3 separate regions of the Mus musculus genome follow, and regions 2 and 3 are each linked to region 1. A link is a contact called in public HiChIP or PLAC-seq and promoter capture Hi-C data. All regions are on one chromosome and are shown on one strand. Each heading gives the region's core, a stretch centred on a gene start, on an enhancer-like site or on the middle of the called end of the contact. The rest is flanking DNA. Distances are from core to core; before and after follow the strand shown.

Evidence for each region. Promoter capture Hi-C pulls out the DNA fragments that hold promoters and counts their contacts. HiChIP or PLAC-seq counts read pairs in DNA pulled down with a chosen protein or histone mark.
Region 2: a contact with region 1 is called in a promoter capture Hi-C map of macrophages, with 6 read pairs. The contact joins the promoter of Plcd4 here to the enhancer-like site in region 1. A contact is called at or near these places in 8 of 39 promoter capture datasets (HPC-7-derived erythroid cells, cranial neural crest, embryonic stem cells and 2 more), 1 of 15 datasets of contacts at CTCF or cohesin (CD8 T cells), 2 of 484 Hi-C or Micro-C datasets (the G1E-ER4 cell line and liver), 2 of 115 datasets of contacts at active chromatin or transcription factors (astrocytes and embryonic stem cells) and 2 of 9 other capture datasets (adipose tissue and pancreatic islet).
Region 3: a contact with region 1 is called in an HNF4G HiChIP or PLAC-seq map of pancreatic cancer cells. The contact joins two enhancer-like sites. A contact is called at or near these places in 3 of 15 datasets of contacts at CTCF or cohesin (CD8 T cells, the NIH/3T3 cell line and pro-B cells), 29 of 484 Hi-C or Micro-C datasets (the AML12 cell line, B cells, the Ba/F3 cell line and 23 more), 6 of 115 datasets of contacts at active chromatin or transcription factors (the HPC-7 cell line, bone marrow-derived dendritic cells, bone marrow-derived macrophages and 3 more) and 3 of 9 other capture datasets (adipose tissue, liver and pancreatic islet).

Annotation. Positions count from the first base shown.
Region 1 is chr1:74,436,674-74,440,807 of GRCm38.p6, forward strand. It overlaps Usp37 (ubiquitin specific peptidase 37), which reads right to left. Exons shown (of 24, transcript NM_001310662.1): 23 at 3,287-3,425; 24 at 1-2,805. The coding sequence ends at 2,718. Among named protein-coding and RNA genes, the nearest start is that of Vil1, 29 kb to the left of the region's middle. Within about 2 kb of position 1,553, at least 114 of the 459 cell types and tissues checked have an H3K27ac peak or open chromatin away from gene starts, as enhancers often do. A contact at or near this core is called in the G1E-ER4 cell line, adipose tissue, bone marrow-derived dendritic cells and 3 more, where this site is marked.
Region 2 is chr1:74,542,476-74,546,833 of GRCm38.p6, forward strand. Plcd4 (phospholipase C, delta 4) reads left to right here and starts at 1,885. Exons shown (of 18, transcript NM_148937.2): 1 at 1,885-2,175. It also overlaps a transcript of Usp37 not described here.
Region 3 is chr1:74,319,677-74,323,727 of GRCm38.p6, forward strand. The region is part of intron 2 of Pnkd (paroxysmal nonkinesiogenic dyskinesia); the gene reads left to right. Among named protein-coding and RNA genes, the nearest start is that of Tmbim1, 17 kb to the left of the region's middle. Within about 2 kb of position 1,890, at least 7 of the 459 cell types and tissues checked have an H3K27ac peak or open chromatin away from gene starts, as enhancers often do. A contact at or near this core is called in bone marrow-derived dendritic cells and pancreatic cancer cells, where this site is marked.

The DNA.
Region 1 (4,134 bases), core at 303-2,802:
TACATTTGCTATGTCTGCTACTGCTGAGCTGTTTAGGTTAAACCTGATCATAGAAAGTAAGAAACCAATTTGGAATCAGAAAATAAACAATTCATGTATTTACTTATTCTTCCTGCTGGGACAAAGCTTATGAGTGTGTGTACACACACTATCCCTACGAAACAAGAGCACTGCCTCCCTATAGATTTAAGTGACGGTCTTGGCTATTAAAATAAACAACATTCACATGCAGCTTTTTAACTCTGCATAACATGGCGGGTGGGGGTGGAAAATCAACTTTTTAGTTTATTCTCTTTCCCAGTTTTGGCTAAGATGAGAAGACTGCATAGAGTACTAGTTGCTATAAAATTCCAGTTCAGTCATTTAAAGTAACATAACCATACATTTGGCATTTTATACAGGAAAGTTATTATGCTGACTGAAGGGAACCAACACCCTCTGTTCCTATCTAATAATCTGCCCCTTCTTAGCCTAACATGTTAACTGTTCTATCCCCCAATTCTTTGATCACAGTATTAAAAAAAGAGACTATATTTACTCATAATTTTAAAATAGACACAGGCAGCTTAGAACAACCAGTACCCTATCAATACAGTCTAGGTGAGATTGCCATTTGGAGTCAAGCAGTCAGTTAAAGGAAAGAAGGGAGCAGGGAAGCTGACAGGTCATCATATGGACTGGACATAAAATTCAAATCCTAAATTTGCAAGGAGTAACTATTTATAACTAACACAAGTCCTGCCCAAGACATGGGAGTCAAAAGGAATCAGGCTCTGTGGCGAGCCACGGCCTTCTAAGTCAACAGGGACACAAGCAGGTATGAGAGTGGTCCAGATGCCCAGGAGGCAGTCCAGACTGAGGGCATCATGTCTGCGTCCTCATGCCATGATGCAGAGCCTTTTTTTTTTTTTAAATTAAATAAACTTCCTCATCATTTCAACTGCTCGAAGTTCTCCAGTAGAGACAAGAGAACTCACTAAAGCACACCATCATCACCCTGGGTGCTCAAGACAACCAGTCACTTTCAAGAAAAACAAGACAAAAGGAGACTCCTGCTCGAGGTGAAACAACACAATTTAAAGTTAGCTTTAAAAACAAATGTTTTTCTCTGTTGTAAACTGCTGCATACCCTCCCCGTGCCACTGTGGAACATTCACTATAACAATGTGTGCTGGCAGATGGTGGAGTCAGAGTTTCTCAGCAGTCAAAGCCCCGAGGCACACGTCAGCAGTTCAGAGCTTTAGAAGAGGTGATTAGTGAGAATATACCCAGGTTCTAAGAGTCAGGCTGGAGCTCTCTGAATACACTCTTCCAGAAAAGATGCTGCATCTTCAGTGATGGGTTTTAACATCTTCTGAAAATCTAACATGGTTTCATATCTAACTCAGAACTCACAGCAACCCTCCCATTAATAATAGAAGAAAAAATAGGGAACAAAACAAATGCAGACTTCATGTTGCTAAGGTCTGTGCAATCCTAATGACACTTGTGCTGACAGATTCCCCAGGCTCATCATGGTTTCGTTAGCTGCTTACCCAGGCAGGTCACGTGGGCAGAGTGACTCATGCAGTACTTGCCGCTGCACTGACACTTGGTCTCACTCGGAGCACTAACAAGTAAGATATGTACTAGGCACCTTTGATTGATAGCTCCTGGAATCCCCTCCCACTACTTATTTTCACCCTAGCAACACAGTGTTTAGCTTTTAGCTTTAGTGGCCCAGAATCTGCACTGTAAAAAGTGGCATGCCCCTGCTTTCTCTGCCTGCAGGACAGAGACTAGTGTTCCTCCCTGCCCTAAGCATCCCTGTCAGTCCCAGTTGAAGCTGTCTTTGAACCTTTTATAACCGAGGCTGTAATCCATTGGGTCATGCCTGTTCCATGGGAAAATGATACAGAAGAAAATATAAGCTTCTAGCTTTACCATCAGCACGCCACAGAAGACGATGATGAACACACCGTGTGGAGGCATCTGAGAGAAAATGCCAAGGGCATGATAAACAGCAAGTGTGGGGCTGGAACACTCCGAAGCACCAACAATCCATTGTTTGGAAACTGCATGTAAACAGCATGAGAGTCATAAAATCAAAAGAAAAATAAAACTCAAATCAGGCTACAGAAATACCTCTTGCAAGGAAAATAAACTGTTTTTAGTGTAACTAGCTTCCCAGAGAGCTTTACTTACAACAAACATAAAATGTTGGACTTGAGTGAAGCCATTCAAAAGACAAAAAAAAAAAAAAAAAAAAAAAAAAACCAACCCAAAAAGCCCCAAAGTTAAGAGCCAAACGCTATGCGCACCCCCACACTGCCTCAAATGAATGTGCTTGGACACTTTGATTTCTCGGCCAAACAGCTGCAGCATTCACTGTGAGCAAGAGCACTACTTCTGTTGGCTCATCCTAGCTCTTTAAGGCTCCATTCATTCAGTATATGCGTGTGGGTATGTACATATATATTTACAGTATGTATTCATTCCTAAGACAAAAGGAAGCGGCACTCTTGTAGAAGAAAAAGAGGATAATCAGCTATAGATGCGACCAAGGTTTCCATAAAACAGCATGGAGCGTTGCACATGACTGAAGTTTCTTTTGGTTTGGCCCTGAGCTGTTGTTGCTCCTGCATCAAGTAGAGTTCCCAATTCTCTTCGGGCAGAGGACGTCAAGGAGGGTGGCAGTGACAGACGTGCAGCTTGTGCTGACGCCCACGAGGTTCTCCTCATGAAGCCTGACGGGCAGCTCTCCCCACCTCCATGCTAAGCGCCTGAGAGGTTTTTTCTGTCTCCAGCAACTCATCAAAGATCTCCCTTAAAAAACAAACCACAAAAATCAGAAACCAACGAGAAGAGGGAAATACAGATGAGAGAACCCCAAACCAAAGCAAGCAGGACATGGATATTGATAAAGCTTGCACAGTCCTGCTCAGCACTCACACTCTGTTAAGTCAGCGGCTCACTCGCCCGAGCATCTGAGCCCTGGAATCGGATTCTGAGAATGAGGAAGTGCCAGCACTTAGCTGTAGTCACACGATCAGATCTCACCGACAGAACTGAAGACCAGCTTATAAGAAGATATGTCCTACCACAGAACAACCACTGTAAGTATAATTCCCAGAGTCTTCTGCGATGATAATGTGAGCAGAGAAACCATTCGGCAGTTCTGAGGAACCATTAGGAGAGAAACCCTAACTAAGCAAAGACAGGAAACTCTAAAGCCACCAGTCACAGAGTGCCGGGAGCAGAGTGCGAGTGGCTCCAGCCTGTTCCCGCTGTCTGCTGGGGAGCTTACTTGTGCATATAGAAGAAGATATAGCCGCTGCGATCTCGATCACTCTGCACGGCAGCCTCTTGGATTTTAGAGACCTCCAGGTCATTGTAAGTGAACCATGCCTGTTTCTTAATGTCATACACATCACTAATGTAATGACCTGAAACACAGAAAATCAGAAAATTATAGTTTTTCAAAATAAATCTTTTCCTCGGTTACCAGAAGTTTGAGAAAGAGAAACAAATCTTGCAAATCTTGACTTCATTATTATCTGCTTCAGCAATATTTCTCTCTTTCTTCTCTCTCTTTCTTTCTTTCTTTTTTTGGTTTTTCCAGACAGGGTTTCTCTGTGTAGCCCTGGCTGTTCTGGAACTCCCTCTGTAGACCAGGCTGACCTCGAACTCAGAAATCCGCCTGCCTCTGCCTCGCAAGTGCTGGGATTAAAGGTGTGCGCCATCATGCCTGGCGCAATATTTCTTTTTAAAAAATAGAGAATTAAAAGTATAGGTTTTAAACGTGTGTCTACTCCGCAACAGAGTTATATTTCGGCTCTTGGCCTTTTGAGACAGAGTGTCTTTAGGAAGTCTGGTCTTGGTTAACCTTGCACTCACTTATGAGGTTCACAAGGCCATGAGGCTTTTTTTTTTTTTTTTTTTTTTTTTTTTGCTTTTTTAACCATGCCGCTTCTCAGTTGTTCCATGCATGACAGAAATGCACCAAACCCAGAAAGCCAGCTTCTTACTTTAGTTTTTGCATGTGAGCATACATGTGTCTTCCTCAATCACTTCTCTCTTTATTTACTGTGGCTGGGTGTCTTATTAAACTCCGAGCTTGCTGGTTTCCCCTTACACAGCTAGCTAGCTAGGTAG
Region 2 (4,358 bases), core at 635-3,134, 110 kb after region 1:
CAGGATGCAGAAACACAGGAGCAAGCTGGTGGAAAGCGATACCATGGAGAGCAGCCAGATGAATTGAGGGCAAAAACAGCGGTATTCCACACAGACTCTGAGCAGAATGAAAAGCAGTGATTCACAGCACACTGCAGTAAACAGGCTTGGCTTTCACTCTGAGAACAATTGTGGGATTGGGGTCAGTAAGGGGTCCAGGTGGGGAGGCATCAAGATACAAGGCAGCCAGGCTCCTCCTCCCTAGAGATGCGTCGCTATCAACCTCAATCCATTGCCTTAATCCTTTTCTGCAACCCCACCCCCACAATTCCTCCTGTTGACCAGTGCCCTGGGCCTTTAAGAGTTGGATAGGCTGGACCTAGGAGAGCGCTCACACCTCTCCCCACCCCACTCCTCCTCTCTGGCTGTAACTCTGCCAGTTTACAGCAGCAAACTGCAGTGGAGGGTGGAAGCAGTCAAGTGCAAAGGAGAAAAGGAGTCTTGTTCTCAGCGGAGAGCACTGCGGAGCTCGGGAGGCGACCCTCGCAGACACAAGATTACTATCCTACCTACGGTAAGGGCCCTGAGCTCTAACCAACCTCTGGCCAAGCTGAGTCCTGCCTGAGTCCTAACTCAGCTCTACAGATGCATACCTGTATTAGGTTAAACTAGGCTCCTTTTCCCACCCTGAGGCTACACAGAACTCCCCCCCCCCCTTCCTGGTTCTCTCGAATTTATCCTCTCTGCCTCTTAAAAACCATTTTCTTTCTAGCTGTGTCAATCACCCTTTTATAGAGAAACCTCTTAGCTGTACGGGGCAATGAGTGCTGACCCTAGCCACTGTGTCTCAGAGGTGAATCCACCCCAGGAAGATGGGAGGCAGAATGAGAATAGATTCTCATCAATGAAGATGCATTAAGAGACTGTTGAGGGTTACCAAATGAGGGTGTTCAAAACGCATGAGACAGTTGAACTCGTGGTAATAAAGAGATGATTTTAAGATAACCTTGGAAAGAGTCAGGGTTTGAGTTTATTCTGTGCTCTGGTTTTTGCCTGCTTAACAAGCCGAGGCAAGTTCTTGGTACACTAGCAGGTTGTATGCCATGGGACTTTAAGGCCACAGACAACTGTTTGATCTGGACTTGGATTTAGGGCTCCCCAAGGTTGCCTTTTTGCCAGAACTGCTTATTAGGGTGCCCACTAAATATGTTCTCCTCATCCCTGGAAACTGTAATTTGACAAATTCTAAAACGCTCTCATGGAGATGATTGATCTAGGCTTAAGTCTCTGGACTTGAGAGAGCCTTAAAGTTCTAACATTCTAAGGGCTATGACCTCTGAGCAGAGCCATCCTATCCACTTTATATGAAACAGGTTAGCCATAACCCTTCTCAGAAGTGAGAACATAGACAAAATAGCTCTCTTCCTTCCTACCTCCCAGAAAGAAATTTGAGACATGCTGACTTCCTACTATAATGTCATTGGCACTTGGTGTTGACACTTCCAAACTCCGAGGATCATATAAAGCTATTTGGAAGTACAAGATCCTAAATATATATATGTGTGTGTGTGTGTGTGCTAATCTCCCCCCACCCTGAACCTAGGCCACCCTCCAACTTCCTATATAGCCAATGATGACCCTTGAACGCCCCTGATCCTTCTGTTTGCACCTCCCATGTGTTAAGATTGCCACTGTGCCTGGCTGACCCAATCTCTCTTACTTTTAGAATTTTATCCTTTGTGTCCTTGCTGGTGCCCCCTCTCCCAGATCCTCTGTTTCTTCTCGCCCCACTGCACCTGCATCCGTTGTAACCATCCTTCCTTTCAGACACTAGCGGGAACACCAAGACTTGGAACACTTAGGTTCTAACACATTCTTTGGGCACTTTGTTTAGTCAGTCTCCTAGGATACAGGGAAAAATGAGGCTGAAAGGAGAGGCATGTTACTGAGTGTCCAAATGAAAGTGCCCTCTCTCCTGGACTGTAGATTCGAAATCCTTAAAGGGGCTGAGAGCCAGGGCTATTGGGAATTAGTGGAGATAAAGGAGGGGAATGGCAGGAAAGGGTGATGGAGAAAGAGGAGGAGGAGAAGGTTAAGAAGAGAACACAAAAAGCTTGACTTGAGGGAGCAGAGAGGCTGGTGAGAGAGAAAGGAATGAGCTAGGAAGAAAGAAAAGTCAGACATGGGATGGGAAAGGTAAGACAACGGGAAGAAAAGGAAGTTGTTTGGCGGTATGTAGGGGACCCAGAAGATAATGGAGTGGAGAGAAAGACCATCGGTGTCCCTCACCGATCGCAGGCCTTCCTTCAACATGCTTTCTGGAGAAGGCCCTTTCTAAGGGAAGAGTTGGTGAATTCTGCACCGGTTGTAGAGAGACCTGCAATCTATTGCAGTTGTGTCACTGAAGGACCCTGTCAGGACAGCCAATCTTTCTGGTCTTCAGTCTCCTCCATGAAGCTCAGGTCTTGTACACTGTGGCTTCCCTGAGGTGCTGCTGACACTCTTGCCCATACTACACACAGACGCAAGCTAAAACCACCGCTCTTGAGTGGGGACAGGTTAGACAGGGGGGAAAGAGGCAGTTTGTTTGTTTGCTTGTTGTTTTTCGAGACAGGATATCTCTATGTAACCCTGGCTGTCCTGGAACTCACTCTATAGACCAGGCTGGTCTCAAACTCAGAAATCTGCCTGCCTCTGTCTCCCAAGTGCTGGGATTAAAGGCGTGTGCCACCACTGCCCAACAAGAAAGAAGTAGTTTTTTAAGGCTGGCTAGGGAAACTGTTTTTGGATCCTGGGCTCTGTTCTCAGGTTTCCCATGTTTCAGGACATGTAAGGTTCCTGGACACAGGAACAGAGAAGGTAATTCTGTTTTCTTCCAATCCCAAGACCAACTACAGAGTCCTGTGCCTACAAGGTGGAAACTTCAATCTCAGGTCACCCTCAGCCCACTATGGTCTGAGCAACCAAGGAATTTAAGAGTGACCTGTTACTTTGGCCTCTGGTCTTCATACAGCAATTTTTTGTTTGTTTGGTTTTTTTGTTTGTTTGTTTTTTCGAGACAGGGTTTCTCTGTATAGCCCTGGCTGTCCTGGAACTCACTTTGTAGACCAGGCTGGCCTCGAACTCAGAAATCCGCCTGCCTCTGCCTCCCAAGTGCTGGGACTAAAGGTGTGCGCCACCACACCCGGCTCATACAGCAGTTTTAAGCCATATGAAGATTCCAAATAGTTTTCCACACCTGGAAAAAGAGATGCTTTCTGTCCCTGAAGGAGCTCTTTGGGACCCTTCTTCCATCCAGAGGGCTCTTAGCTAGGAGCACATACTCAATTCTCCTCCTAAAACTGTCCTAGCTGTTTCTCTCCTTTGCCCCTCACTCCTCTACCCCTTTAGGGTGCCCTCTCTAGGTCTTCAAGCCAGGGAAGGTACATTCTCGGTGACTCTCATCCTCTCCTTAGGGGTTACTGCTAGCTGTGATGCTGTAGAAGCTCAGCACTCGGGAGGCAGAGGCAGGCGGATTTCTGAGTTCGAGGCCAGCCTGGTCTATAGAGTGAGTTCCGGGACAGCCAGGGCTATAGAGTGAGTTCCGGGACAGCCAGGGCTATAGAGAAATACTTTGTCTCAAAAAAGAGTTACTCCTAACTAGGTGACTTTATAGGTCTTCTTATTAAAGATGGACGGAAGAGCAGGGCAAAGTGGCACACACTTTTAATCCAGCAATCGAGAGGCAGATGAAGGGGGAATCTCTGTGAGTTTGAGGCCAGCCTGATCTACAAGGTGAACTGCAGGAGAGACAGGGCTACAAGGAGAGACCCTGCCTAGAAAGAAAGAAAGAAAGAGAGAAAGAAAGAAAGAAAGAAAGAAAGAAAGAAAGAAAGAAAGAAAGAAAGAAAGAAAGAAAAGAAAGAGAGAAAGAAAGAAGAGAGAGAGACAGAGAGAGAGACAGACAGACAGACAGACAGAGAGGGCAATTAGGGCTCTAATATGCTATGTGGCTATACAGGTCACATCACATCTTAAATTATTCTCTTGCTTATTCATCTGTTGGATGATACTTTAAAATGTATTGGTTCTATGAATATAGGTATTTTTCCTGAATGCATGTCTATGTACCACTTGGTGCCCACTGAAGCCAGAAGAAGATGTTGAATCTTTTGGGACTGGAGTTACAGATGGTTGTGAGCCACTGTATCAGTGTTGGGAATTGAACCTAGCATCTCTGGAAGAACAGCCAGTGCTCTCAAATACTGAGCCATCTCTCCAGCCTGAAACTGCATGATGCTTTAATGGAATGCTGACTAAAGAATCACTTTACAGATTTGGAGGGTTTTTCTTTTTTCTTTTTTCTTTTTCTGTGAGACAGGTCTCATATAACCCAGGTT
Region 3 (4,051 bases), core at 640-3,139, 120 kb before region 1:
TTCTAGCAGATCTGACACCCTCTTCTGATGTCTAAAGCCATCAGGAATATACACAGTATACATGCACACATTAGTCAAACTCTTATACACATAAAAATGGAAAAAAATTAAAAGAAAGAAAAACAACCCACCAAAGAGGAGCCCATGGCTCCAGCCGCATATATAGCAGAGGATGGCCTTGTTGGGCATCAGTGGGAGGAGATGCCCCAGTGTAGGGAAATGCCAGGGCAGTGAGGTGGGAGTGGGTGGGTGGGAGGGGCAGCACTCTCATAGAAGCAGGGGGAGGGGGAGGGGAGGGGCGTTCCAGAGGGGAAATAGGGAAAGGAGATAACATTTGAAATGTATTTTTTTAAGATTTATTTATTTATTATATGTAAGTACACTGTAGCTGTTTTCAGACAGACACCCTAGAAGAGGGTGTCAGATCTCATTACGGATGGTTGTGAGCCACCATGTGGTTGCTGGGATTTGAACTCAGGACCTTTGGAAGAGGAGTCAGTACTCTTAACCGCTGAGCCATCTTTGCAGCCAACATTTGAAATGTAAATACATAAAATATTCAAGAAAAAAAAGGAAAGAAAAACACTATTTTAGTTGCCAGCAGAGTAGGCACCAAGTGAGAAGTAGAGTGAAGAGGGGATGCAGCCTAGCACCCCCTTCCCCATAAGGAACTCCAGGTGTCCCCCACAACCTGCTGAGGACATGACAGAGAAGTGCATGTAGCTAGGGGACATCACCTAGACCAGAGTCAGGGTAGAGGAGGCCTCTTCTAGGAACTAGCCTGTTAGTCCACAGAGAATAAGTGCCCTGCAGCATCTTCCAGAGGAGATGGGCACATTTAGATTCATGGGTTAGGAAGATCTGGAGCTAGAGAGAGCCTCCTATGGGGGAGGGGAGGCTGTGGCGAGGGTCCCAATGAAAGAAGGTAAATCTATAAAAACAAAGCCAAAAGCAATGAGTGGGGAACAGGAGAGCAATTCAGTCACTAGGAAGACTACAAGATCCCCAGGAAAAGAAAACTAGGCAGGCGTGGTGGCGCACGCCTTTAATCCCAGCACTCGGGAGGCAGAGGCAGGTGGATTTCTGAGTTCGAGGCCAGCCTGGTCTACAAAGTGAGTTGCAGGACAGCCAGGGCTACACAGAGAGACCCTGTCTCGAAAAACCAAAAACCAAAAAAAAAAAAAAAAAGAAAAAAAAAAGAAAACTAGCCCAGCATGGGGACACCAAGGTTTCAGGTCTCCTTCCCTTCCCTTCCCTTCCCTTCCCTTCCCTTCCCTTCCCTTCCCTTCCCTTCCCTTCCCTTCCCTTCCCTTCCCTTCCCTTCCCTTCCCTTCCCTCCCCTCCCCTCCCCTCCCCTCCCCTCCCCTCCCCTCCCCTCCCCTCCCCTCCCCTCCCCTCCCCTCCCCTTGGACTTGGAGCCAAGACTCTAAAATGTATGGCCTTATAAATCCCACTCATGGGACAAACAGGAGGATGCTTGTGGTGGTTTGAATGAGAGCAAGGCCCCATAGGCTCATATATCTGAATGTTTGGTTACCATTGATAGAAGTGTTTGGGAAGGATTAGGAGGTGTGGCCTTGTTGGAGGAGGTGTGTAGGGGCAGGTTTTGAGATTTCAAAAGCCCAGTCCTTTCCAGACTTTTCTTTGCCTCCTATTTGCTGACAAGAATGTAAACTCTCAGCCACTGCCTCAGCACCGTACCTGCCTGCCTGCTGCCATGCTCCCCATCTGACGGTCACAGACTGAGCTCCTGCATGGCCATTCTCTCTAACCACTCCCTAGTTTTCCTCCTTAATTTCTATTTTGCCCATTCTTCTTTCAACAGCTCAGCCTTTAGCTCCTCTCCAGCCCTAGTGGGTGGGTCTTGGTTAGACCCAGGAATTCGATGCAGTTCCTGCCATGAGATAATAATAGCAAATATTTATATAGCACACATGTGCCAGGCACTGTTCTCAGTCCTTTAAATAGAAGAACCCTTGACTCTCACACCACCCCATACCGAGAGATCAATTCAGTGGCTGCAGGTCACATATCTGGTAAGAAGACAGGAGAGAGAGACTGGGACTTTCTTGAAAAGTTTCCATTGTCCTTAAAAAGGACCTAGTGCATCTGCAGTGTTCATCATGAAGCAGTTTAAAAGAATATTCCAGGGTGGCCAAGGTGGCTCAACTGCTAACAGCACTTGCAGGGCCAGCCTGACAATCTAAATCCAATCGCAGGATCCCATGGAGAAGAACTGACTCCCACAAGTTGTCCTCTGACCTACACATGCATATTCGGATTCACACTTATTTACACCACCACCGCTGCCACCACCACCACCAATAATGGGATGTTTCAGAACACTGGGGATGGCAGAGCAGAAATGAAGACAACCTGCATCTCTGAAGACCTCATGGGAGAGGGGGCATGGTGGCTCTGCCCGCTGTCTTAGCATTTGGGAAGGTGAGACAGAAGTGGACCCTGATTTATAGTCCAGCCTGGGCTACACAGACTGTCAGTCACAACCAACCAACCTAGCCTTGAAGTAACTATCCAAGTTTTCCCCTCTGTCTTTTGGCGTGTGCGTGTGTGTGTGTGTGTGTGTGTGTGTGTGTGTGTGTGTGTGTGTGTGCGTAGGTCTGAGCGTAATCCTCAGGATCACTTCCTACTTCCTTTGAGACAGGGTCACCAAGATTAATTCCTGCCTTGACTTCCCCAGGACAACAGACTATAACCTGCAAACCTGTAACCTGAGCCAAAGCGAACGGAACCCTTCCTCCCCTAGGTTGCTTTTTGTCAGGGTATTTATCAGAGCTATAGGAAAGTCAAGACAGAAACTTGGTTCATAGGTCACTGGGTGTCACTTACTTTGTTTCTTATACCTTTTAAGTCTCCTGTGACCTTCCACAGTATGACGTATCATAATTACTTTATGAAGACAGAAGTCTTTCCATTCATTCTCAGTTCCTCATCTGGGCATGCTCTATCCTCTCCATCCCAGCAGGCTGTGTCCCTTGAAGGTCAAGCCCACTTGTCCCTGCTCAGTCCTTGTCCCCGAACCCCAAGGCAAGAACTGTGACAGGAGAGCATGCCACTGTTCCCTTCTTGTAACACCCTGTCAGTCTGCTGAGGCTCTCCTCTCATGCGTCTGGCCAAGTGCCTCTGCCTCCCAAGTTTGGGATGGGAGTAGAGGTGTAAGCTGCCATGCCTGGCTGACCTATGTCTGTCTAGTCCTTGTGTCTCCAGATTTCAGGTGCTGTCTGTATGTTCACTGCTCCAAAGAGATGTGTCTATAAGATCCCTCATGAGTGGCCAGTCTCAGTGCCCACCCTCTTGCTGGTCACCTCCAAGAAGCTGCTCCGGGGACTTTCCCACATTATGTGTCCAAAGCTGACCTCACCAGTCTCACATCTCACTCTCACTGCATTTGCTTCTTTGCTGCCCTTGTGATGCTTGATTTCAACTTATTGGCTTTCAACTTAACAGGATCTAAAATTAATTAGGAGATGAAGCTCTGGGCAGGTTTGTGAGGAAGTTTCTATACGGGGTTAAGAGAAGAGGGAAGTGTCATTCCATGAACTAGAGTTTAAGGCAGGAAGAAAAGGACCGGGCAGGGCAGTAGTACATGTAGTAGGTTGGTCTAATGCTGCTTGTATTCTAATGCTGGGGCCCCCAAGACTGGCTACCCCAAGGACAAGAGAGTCCACACATAAGACACTGAGTGTCCCTGCCCCAGTTAATTGTGATTGGTTAATAAAGATGCCAGCAGTCAATAGCTGGGCAGAAGAGACAAGGTGGGGTTGAGGTTTCAAGGCGAGGAGGGAAGAGAAAGAAAAGGCTGCTGCTATGGAATAGAAGAAGGACATGCAGGAGAGGAAAAAGGAGAGCCACCATGGGCTAGCTGAGCCATAAAAACATGGCCCTCAAGAGCTGGAGAGATGGCTCAGAGGTTAAGAGCACTGACTGCTCTTCCAGAGGTCCTGAGTTCAATTCCCAGCAACCACATGGTGGCTCATAACCATCTATAATGGGATCTATAATGGGATCAGATGCCCTCTTCTGGTGTGTC